3 separate regions of the Anas platyrhynchos genome follow, and all the other regions are linked to region 2. A link is a contact called in public Hi-C data. All regions are on one chromosome and are shown on one strand. Each heading gives the region's core, a stretch centred on a gene start, on an enhancer-like site or on the middle of the called end of the contact. The rest is flanking DNA. Distances are from core to core; before and after follow the strand shown. Region 1 holds the start of SH3GL3 (SH3 domain containing GRB2 like 3, endophilin A3). Region 2 overlaps ADAMTSL3 (ADAMTS like 3). Region 3 holds the start of ADAMTSL3 (ADAMTS like 3).

Region 1 (3,158 bases), core at 472-2,971, 250 kb before region 2:
AGGTAGCTAAGTACCTAGAGGGGTATGGGAGGAAAAATCAAGTTATTATTTGAATAAACATGTTTAAAATAATGAAATATATCAAAGGTATGTGCAAGAATCCAGAATGCCAGCTCTGGGATTTGATCACAGATAACTTCCAAAAGACGGTACTCTGGAATTTGTCATCAGAATCCTTTGAGACAAAAATTTATAGCTTCTAAGTGGCATGAAGTATTTTCTTCTTAGGTGAAGGAAATAAGTGGTATATTATCTTATATTCTTGAAGTAGGTTTTAGTGTAAAAAAAGATCTGTATACAGCATTAAGTTAACCTCACAACTAATTTTCCCCACATCTGTTTTGCATAGTGGTTTTAATTTAAGGATTTCCCCACCACCCCCTTTTCTCCTGAAGCAGGTAGTGGAAGATCACTGCCATCTACAGATTGGAGATAGTATCACTAACACTGGATGGGTGTTGGAACAGTTTATACCTCATTTCTCTCTCTTTGCCTTGACCACTTCTCTCCTCAACCCCTTCTTACCTTAAAAAACCAACAAACTCCTCCAGCACACGCTGTTGCACCCTGATGGTAATCACTCTGGTTAAAGGAAAGGTATAATACTTTAAGAATCTTAGCAGCCCTGTAAAGTTTTAGGTCAAATTTAAAGGAGTTGAAGGAAAAAAAAAAAAAAAGAAAAAAGAAAAAAAGAGTGAAATTCACAAATGTGCTTCCCATTACCCAGTATATATGTCAAAATTTAGTATACATGTCAAAATTATAAATGGCTTCTAACAGATTTCTCAGATAGTAGCTGAGAAAAATAACAAACTCTGTAGACACTTGTATAACAGGACTGAGTAAGTGGGTACCTATTTTCCACAGATAGGGTGGAATGGGTCACACCTGGGTCATATTTGCAGGCTGACCTATCAGGAAGAACGTGCAAGTATGGTGCTGTAAGAAGAGCAGAGCTATAGTTTAAGATGGATTTAATCCACAGCTTTTATTTTCTTCCTCCCAAGAAGACTGTAAATATATATACATTAAAGCTTCATGCTAATTTTGTTTATTACAGAGCCACACATCTGCAGCATATAGAAACCCAATACATTTAACATAACTTTAAAAAGGAAAAAAAAAAATAATAGAATCCATCATTTTTCCCTTGTGTTTTCCCCCATATTGAGTTAGAAATTTTTAATTGTAAGGAAATATTTTAGCAAACATGTCAGCCAAATTTTTTCTGTGAGTGCATCAGTTACTAACATATAATAGCTGATGCTATTTTTTAATCTCTTCCAATGTATGTTACTGAATCCTTGACATTACTTCATATCTGACATTAAAAAATATTAGAATCACATATTAGGCAAATTAAAAGTGGTTTAGTGTCTACATTAAGGTTAAATGATTAGTCACTTTGCATACAATCTCTGCCACGTTATGCTTGACACAGTAAAGAAATCATTAAGCGGAACCAAAAAGGAGCCTAAGAAGAGATGACTGATTACCTGCGGATGTATCTAAGTGCAGGATTGGGACCACTGAAATTATTTTTAACTATGACTTGAAAATTTGAGTCTGAAAGAGCTTGCAGAGCTAGAACAGCTAGGTTAAAAAATGTTATGAGTTAAATGCAGTAGATGTAAAGCAATCTGTTACTGCAGGGGATTTCAGCTACTGTCTGCCCAAATATTCATCTTCATGCATCGGAGAAATGCTTCTTATTTGCTTCCCCAGGTGAGAGAAATTCCCTGGCTTGTTTCCCCTGCTGTCTGTATATCATCCTAGCAGCCGGAGAACCAGTTTGCTTTGATTTGGGAGTCCATTACACCATGATAATATGATTGCTTCAAGGAACATGTTCTGGTACGTATAACATGCTTTTACCTGTACTAGCAACACTAAACAACTGTAAGTCTATTGCTGGAGAAGTTCAAGCAATAAAAGCAATAGCTACTCTTGTCTGATCACGGGGAATGAGAAGTCTCTGAAAACTTTTACCATCTTCATGTACAGCTCATTGTGGGAGCAGCTCTTCTTAGTTTCCTCTTTAAAATCCCATTTCCACTGAATTTGTAGGAGAATATACGTGCCTAGCTTTGTTAAAACCCTTTGAAAATTCAAAGATCAGTACACAAGAGCAACTTTCATAAAGTACAGGCTGAAACTTTGGGCCCCATTGAAGTCAGTGGCAAAAGTTCTGTCAGCTTCAGTGAGGTCAGGATTTCATTCGTGGTATTGATTCAGCTGCTACCTTGAAATACGACAGTTTCCAGGTTGTTTCTACAGAAAGTCAATGTCAAGTGTGTTTATTTTTTAAACTACGTAATTTCTTTACAAAAGTAAATATCTGAGTTCCTTTAAATTTCAACGAGCAAGCAAGGAAGTCTGTCAGGAGTCATGTCCGTATTTCACACGTTTTTAACATCTATTTAACTCAAACGGTTATCTGCTAACTACTGGGTGAAAGTCTTTTTTTCCCCTCTTCCTGTCAAAGGGCACTTCTGTGCAAGACCAGAAGGTGGCATTCATGGTTAACAGTTAAAGGAATTAGTATCTGCTATTTCTTCTTTGATTGTGAAGGGGGAGAAATAGGTTTCTTAGTATAGTGGCAGTTACTCAATTAACTATGATGCTTAAATTAACACAATACATTTGATTTATGTATTCTTTGTAATACAAGGAGTGGTAGAGTTATCCAGTAGTAGACATTAATCTTCATGATGAGACAGCAGGGACCTGGCAAGTTGTATTCATCTTCCTGTAAGATATTTGACAGTAAAAGTCCTCATCTTCAGCTATGTCATTTTTTTCCTCCAAATAAGCCACTTTCCAGCAATTCTTTGACCACTATATTACCCATTGTTATCTGAACAGTTAGGAAATTTGAGAAAAAAATTGAATTTTATCCAGTCAATGAATCTTAATCAGATTTTTCAAAGTCTGATCATTCCCATTTGTGATCCAGTCGGTCTATGGAGTATTGCCATATTTAACATCTGTGACACATCATGCCTTTCCTGTTGCCTCATTGATCAACAGACAACATGTGATGATTCCCAGATGTTCAAACATGGCAGATCCCAAAAGACCTATTAAATTACACTGAAAGCAAAACAACATCCATGCTGTAAAAGTTTTGTTAAAACTAGGTATGTCTGAATATTCAC
Region 2 (3,215 bases), core at 453-2,952:
CTCAGGTGGCAGATGGCTAGCAATGAAGAGTGAAGCAGACCTTAGTGTGATGCATGGCATGCATGCTCTTAGGGGTTCTTGGTTCTCATCTGCGGCTCAGATGAGTTCCTTCATTTTCGTTGTCTCGTGACAATGCTGGGGCTTTTTATACTTCATCTTTTACCTTGGGACTAGTAATTGAAGCAGTTTTCTACTTAATATTGGACCTATTAAGTCAGAACATTCCTGACTCTGAGAAAAAGGAAATAACACCCATCTACCCCTGAGGTCACCAGGACCTGACGCCCAGCTAAAGCTGCACAGGACCATTAGAGGTCATAGACTCAGATGGATTTGTACCAGGTGATAATGAGGTCCAATGGCTCCAGTACAATCTAATCATTAAGTGAGATTTACCTCGTAGAAAAAACTCTCCCAAACAGTCCATTACCTCAGCAGCTGCAAGACTGGATGATACTAAGGATCTAGAAACACTTATGTGGCCTTATATATTTATATGACTTTATATATTTATATGGCCTGCCATCCACAGCTCTGAACTTTGTTTCACTCCTAATCTTGCTCACCAGTCACCAGTAAAAATATACACACCCTTTAGTGTTGAACTGCTAATGAGAGTTAGTGGTCTTTCTTTCTTTCTTTTTTTTTTAAAAAAAGAAGAAATGGATGAGACTTGTTAACATATTTATAAGTGTGCACTGGATTTAATTCCATGTTGGAATAACTAGTGTAAACAGAGCACAGCCTGAAGTATTTTAATTTGTGTGTTTAAAGTTACACTTACTGTGTCTGTAAGTTGGATTTTGGAAATCGAAGATTTAATATTGGAACATTTCCCTAAAAATAAATATTTGGGGCCCAATAACTTATTAAAAACAGGACACTAGTTTAATAATTTTAGTAAACTAAGTGCCTAAAGCAATTTATTTGTTGTACTATGTGAAATGGTTGAGGGAACCATGTATCTGGATAACAAAAACTGATATAAAAGCTGAGTAATTATGAAACCATGATATCCCCACTGGTCTGAACTCATTACCCAAAACATTGAAAATAACCATTTTGTTTTATAAGCATAAGAATGCACTCTAGGGTGTAGTTCATATAGTGTACACACTTATTGAATGCTTGAAACATTTAGCTTTTCACCTATTTCTTCACAGCATATTTGAAGCATATGTATATTAAGAAGCATGCAGTTTTTCAAATATCGTTTGTGTGCCATCAATGTGGTTGTCATTTTATTTCTGTACCTACCAAGTGGAATAGTAGTAATGATTTCAAATTCAGGCAATTGAGGAGCATTTTTATTTGTGTCCATTTTCTGGCTCATCAACTCATTCTGCAGGCTCAGTGTTTTTCTGTCAAATACCAAAAGGCTGGGTCACCAAATACGATTGAATTGTTTTCTAGCACCAGTGTAGAGTGTTTCCCGACTCTTCCCAGCTGGCCAGTTTCATTGTGCATGGAATGAGCTCAGGGGGTGCATGCCCTTGCTCCCCTCCTAGATTGCTTTGTTTCTCACCTACCTAGTGCTTTTTCAGTCAGATTAGTTCTCCTGATCAAAGCAGGGCACAGTACTTGCCAGCAGTGAGTCAACACAGTGGTATCTGAAACATTGCAGTCATTCTGCTGTTGCCTCCTGTGTGCCTACCCGGCCACTTCTGGGAAAGCCTGCTTGTGGTGGTAGCATTTAAGCAGCACCCTGGAAACCTTTCTACATCCAGCTGTCTGCAGTAGGATGCAGGAGGAGCTTTGTAATACCCAGTGTCTCTGTACCCTGTCTGCATGAAGCTTTATGCAGTATTGTCTGCTTTTGTCAATTCATCTGATGACTGTGTTTGGCCTCTCCAAGTTTTGACTTTTCTCTTTCCTCACTTCCCTCTCTTCATTCTTGGCATAGCGCTGTGAACACCTCATCTTTCAACCTGAAGAAATTACCCTCAGTCAGTGATTACAGGGTGGCTCTGCTTGTTACATGTACTGTGTCTTCATTGACTGCTTCTTTCACCTCCTATGTCGCTGTTTGGCTTCAGTCAGGCAGACAACAAGCAAGGCCAGCCAACAATTTAAATAACAGTCAAGGGGAGTCTTGCTTTTCAGATGGATTTTGTTTTATTTAGGTCGTTCCACACTTGACAGTTCTCTAATGTAGGGAAAGTAATAATGTGTTCAAATTTTTGATTCACTTTTTCCATTCCCTTCATGCCTAGCCTTTCTGAGGCAGCAATAGGAAACATAACCATAATAGGATTATGTATATAATATAAAATAATATATAATATATCTCAGTATACATTTAGGTATGTGTGCACCATCTATGTCCTTCATATAAGTATACATAGTCGGTATCTTCTCATTGTTGGGAGTTTTGGGGAAGAAGTAATAGAATTCTTGGCTGGAGCAGGGGAATGTTATGGTTTCATGTTGTTCATTTTCTTGCATTTTTGTGACTTAGATAAAAGCTCAACATTTTGCAATCTGACTTGAACAAAGTCAGGAAAAATTCCGTCAAGCATTCTGTGAAAAGCAGATTTTGTAAGCATGAGTGCCAATGATTAGATACTTTTCAACACTTAGTTTTCTTTCAGAGATTAAACCAAAGCTTCCAGAAAAGTATTCTGCTCATGGACCTCAGATTCTCAGTATACACCGAGTCTATATTCAGACCAGACAAGAGAAGCGCATCAATTTTACCATAGGAAGCCGAGCATACTTACTTCCAAAAACATCTGTTGTAATTAAGTGCCCTGTACGAAGATTCCAGAAATCACTTATCCGATGGGAGAAAGATGGACAACATTTACAAAACTCTAAAAGACTTGGCATCACCAAGTCAGGGTCACTGAAAATACATTGTCTTGAAGCAACTGATATCGGTGTGTACCGGTGTATTGCAGGCTCTGTGCACGAAACATTTGTACTCAAACTCATTGGTACTGATAACAGACTGATAGAACCACCAAATCTTAGAAAACATGCCAGTGAAACTGCTAATGTAGATCACAACGAGGCCAACAGCTTTGGTGCCAAATGGCATAAAATGAGCAAAATGTGGCAAATGTGGAGTAAGAAGAATGAGCTCTATCTGGGTGACAGGCAAGTAAATGATCAACCATTTCTGAGAAATCTTGAAACCTTTGGGAGTAATTCAGCAGAAGAATTTAGCTCTCGAGAATTCAAGAATAAACGAGTGGAGGCAGCAGTTCTCCAAG
Region 3 (3,315 bases), core at 754-3,253, 160 kb before region 2:
AGTTTCCTGTTCAAAAATCTTATACCAACTTTGCCAAATGTGGCGTGAATGGGAATCAGAAGAATGTGTGGTAAAATTGCTAATAAGGCAATATCTAAAGGATTTTGACACTGGACAAGGGGTTGTGCAAACAGTGTAAAAAAAAAAAAAAAAAGAAAGACAGAATAATTTTCTTGAAGAGTTTATAATCCGTACAGATTATAGACAGAGTGATCAGAAGGGAACTTAAATGTCTCCTTAGAAATGGTGATTTCTTTTATGCTTGAATGGTCAATTAGTTTTTGTAAGATTCCTGACAAACTTTTCCAGGGATGGAAGATAGGCTTCTAGACCCTGTAAGTTTGTGGCCTTTAAGTTTAGGACGTGCATTGCAGGAGTCTGCTGTGGAACTGCAAGTGCTGTGAACTTTGAAGTGGTTTTGTCAAACACATCTTGCCTGGACCTCTGACTTTCATTCGGCATTTGCTTGGCTCAGCAGAAGGGATAATGGAGATCTTCAGGAGTCAAAATCTCAAAGCTTTCATGCTCACTGGAAGCTTAGTGAGAACAGTAAAGTGACAGGGGTGTGGGATGAGGCCGAGGTGAAGAAATTAAAGAAACTGCATAAAGGAGGGGACAAATCAGCTGTAGATGAAAATGCCTGGTTAAAAGCTGTCAAAACTGTGTAATTTGACAGTAGCAGGCTTACGATAAAAAGATGTTAGTTCTTGGGTGCTCATTTTCCTCACAAAAGGGAAGATTTCTGTGTAATAAAAGCAAAATAAAACCATGAATGATGAGGGAGAATGGGATTAACTCTGCTGTCACTGCTGTAGTTTGGGTGAGACATGTTGCCGATTGCTGTTTTACTAGGTAGGGTAACACAAGGTGCCTGCATTATTTATTACAATGCTTTTTGAAAATATCCTGGGGGATAATGCCTGCAGGTGTTTACCTCTGTTTTCATACATGCCCTGTGAATTCAGACATGGAGCCTATAACCTAAGCTCAAGGTCATGCAAGGAATTAGTGTGTAGGATACATCAGTAGGCTTGCTTAAGTCAGTGAATCTGTCCTAAGAGTTGTCTAACATAGTCTGCTTCCTACTGCACCACTTTTCTCTTCTGTAATTCACTGCAGAGGGTGAACAAGTGTTTCTAAGACCCGCATATGTAATGCTTGAGTATCTTTTGTGTTGAAGGATACACACAGAACTGATGTGAAGGATGAGCAGGAGCAACCTTCTGAGAAGGTCTCGGAGTAAGCTCTTGGTTTGTGTTTCTTTGTTGTTGTTTTTCCCTAGTAGGCTTGAGAAAGTAAAGAACACAAAGATGAATGGCACTGAAAGAAAAACAAAGAAATGCCAGTCAGCCTTCAAATCTGGAAAATGCTATTAAAATCTCAGGACTGAACTTTTCAATGTAATCTGTGGCTAACACAAGTGCTAGAAATACAGTGGTTTGTTTGTTTGTTTGTTTGTGTAAATACCCACCTGGTCAGCAAATTAATGGCCCATTCTGTAGCTTTTATATCAGGGATCCAAAGGACTCCCTCAATTGTTGAGGGCTAAGTAATCCTAAATGCAGTGTGATTCTGAATAAGGCTTGTGCAAACTGTGCCTGCCTCACTAGATGGCAGGTCTCATTCTGTAGCAGTTTCATTCTGTAGTTGTGAACAAGTTTCTTTCTATCTTTGTTCTTGCAGTACTACTGGCCGTAGTTTTGAGATGAGAAACTTGGCTTTCTGCATCAGGAGATCTAATGGCTAAATTCTGCCTAAATCGTTTGTGATCAGGTCGGATACATGTGCTGTCTGCACCAGGATATCTTTCTCTCTCACTTTTTTTTTTTTTTTTTTTTTTAAGATAACAAATGGCATGGGTATAATTGAAGTCATAATTCAAGGACCGTGCGGTTGATTAAGTAACTAACAGCTGAAATGGATCCCTCTGGTTGCTTTTGGCATCTCCCCTTTGGCTGCTTTCCTCCCAGCCTAGTTTCAGCAGAGGGCACTCTGTTCCTAACGATGGAGGAGGCGCCTTCCCTCGCTAGTGAGAAACCTAAACACATTGGAAAAGTTTCCAGTGCAACATATTTGAACAAACTCTTCATCGGTTATGTTTAGTTCACTGGAGCGTATTTTTAACTTCGGTGGCAGGGATAACAGCCCTTTTTCTGTGCGTTGCTCTTAGCAGGCTCGACGGAAGCTTGGGACATCAGTGGGAGCCGTAGCGAAAGGTAGAGGATTTTACGGAGGTACTGCCCAGCAGCTGAGAGGGAGACCGCGAGCAGAGCTGTCGGACGAGGCGTGCTTGTCAGATTTACAGTAGGAAACCTAAAAATATCGCAGAGGGCAGCGTGATTAAAGACCTCCTCGGTGTGCGAGCAGATTTGCAGCTGGACTGCGAGAGCAGCTTGGAGATGAGACACGGGATGCTTGCGGTTTTGGAAGCCGCTCCGCGGCAGGCTTGGGGGGCTGCCTTCACGGTAGCTTTCGCCCCTCGGGGGGAAGACGAACGGCTCGGCCCCGGGCTCTCGGCTGCCGGCTCCGGAGCCCCGCCAGCCCTCGGCAGCCGGCGGGGAGCCGGGCCCCTCTGGCCGGGCGCCCGCTCGCTCTGCCCGGGGGCAGCGGGGGGGAGCGGAGCCGCGGCGGCGCTGGGGGCGCCGGGCAGGGCCATGGCCCCGCACCGCAGGTGGAGGCGCCCGGGAGCCTCCGACCGGGGCCGGGCTGGGAAGGGGGGGACCGGGGAGAGGGAAAGGGAGGGAGGGGGGTCCAGGCCGGCTGCCAGCAGCCTGTAGGACCTTGGCTAACGGGCGGCGGTGGGCTGGAGCCTGCCGCGAGGGAGGGGCTCTCCGTGATGCAGGATGCTGGATCGCCGGTGCCGTGACGGGCCAGGCTCTCCGTGCCCTGCGGGAGGGAAGGAGGCGCCGGCGGAGCCCGAGCTGCTCCCTGCCTCCCCTCCGGCCCCGCTGAGCCGAGCCGGGCTCCGCACCAGGTGGGTGAGAGCCGCGGGGTGCCGGGCTGGGCCATGGCTGCAGCCGCAGCCTCCCGGGGCTCTCCGGGCAGCTGCCCCCAGCCCGGGCGGGCAGCAGCGCCCTGCAGGGCGCAGACCGGCCTGGAGGGGCTCCGTGCCGAGCCCCGGGGAAAGCGGAACCGCTCGCCCGCTGGGTGAGCCCAGGCACGGCACCTGCCGATAGCAGAAGCTGCTGGATCCCGGCAGCGCCTGGCGAGGGGATCAGCCTTCCTTCTTAGCTGGCACAGCAGCCTGGGACTTGTGAATGACCGGAGCATCCAGGAGCGCTAAGGGCTGAGGGTGGGTGGGGAGAGGGTGTGTTC

Evidence for each region. A called contact is a pair of places that touch in the nucleus more often than the background predicts.
Region 1: a contact with region 2 is called in a Hi-C map of liver, with 2.3 times the contacts expected there. The contact joins the promoter of SH3GL3 here to the enhancer-like site in region 2. A contact is called at or near these places in 2 of 8 Hi-C or Micro-C datasets (liver and subcutaneous adipose tissue).
Region 3: a contact with region 2 is called in a Hi-C map of liver, with 1.9 times the contacts expected there. The contact joins the promoter of ADAMTSL3 here to the enhancer-like site in region 2. A contact is called at or near these places in 2 of 8 Hi-C or Micro-C datasets (liver and subcutaneous adipose tissue).

Annotation. Positions count from the first base shown.
Region 1 is chr11:15,375,837-15,378,994 of IASCAAS_PekinDuck_T2T, forward strand. It overlaps SH3GL3 (SH3 domain containing GRB2 like 3, endophilin A3), which reads left to right and starts at 1,722. Exons shown (of 10, transcript XM_072043449.1): 1 at 1,722-1,854.
Region 2 is chr11:15,622,954-15,626,168 of IASCAAS_PekinDuck_T2T, forward strand. ADAMTSL3 (ADAMTS like 3) reads left to right here. Exons shown (of 31, transcript XM_027466441.3): 21 at 2,592-3,215. Among named protein-coding and RNA genes, the nearest start is that of EFL1, 40 kb to the right of the region's middle. Within about 2 kb of position 1,703, at least 2 of the 8 cell types and tissues checked have an H3K27ac peak or open chromatin away from gene starts, as enhancers often do.
Region 3 is chr11:15,461,949-15,465,263 of IASCAAS_PekinDuck_T2T, forward strand. ADAMTSL3 (ADAMTS like 3) reads left to right here and starts at 2,004. Exons shown (of 31, transcript XM_027466441.3): 1 at 2,004-2,216.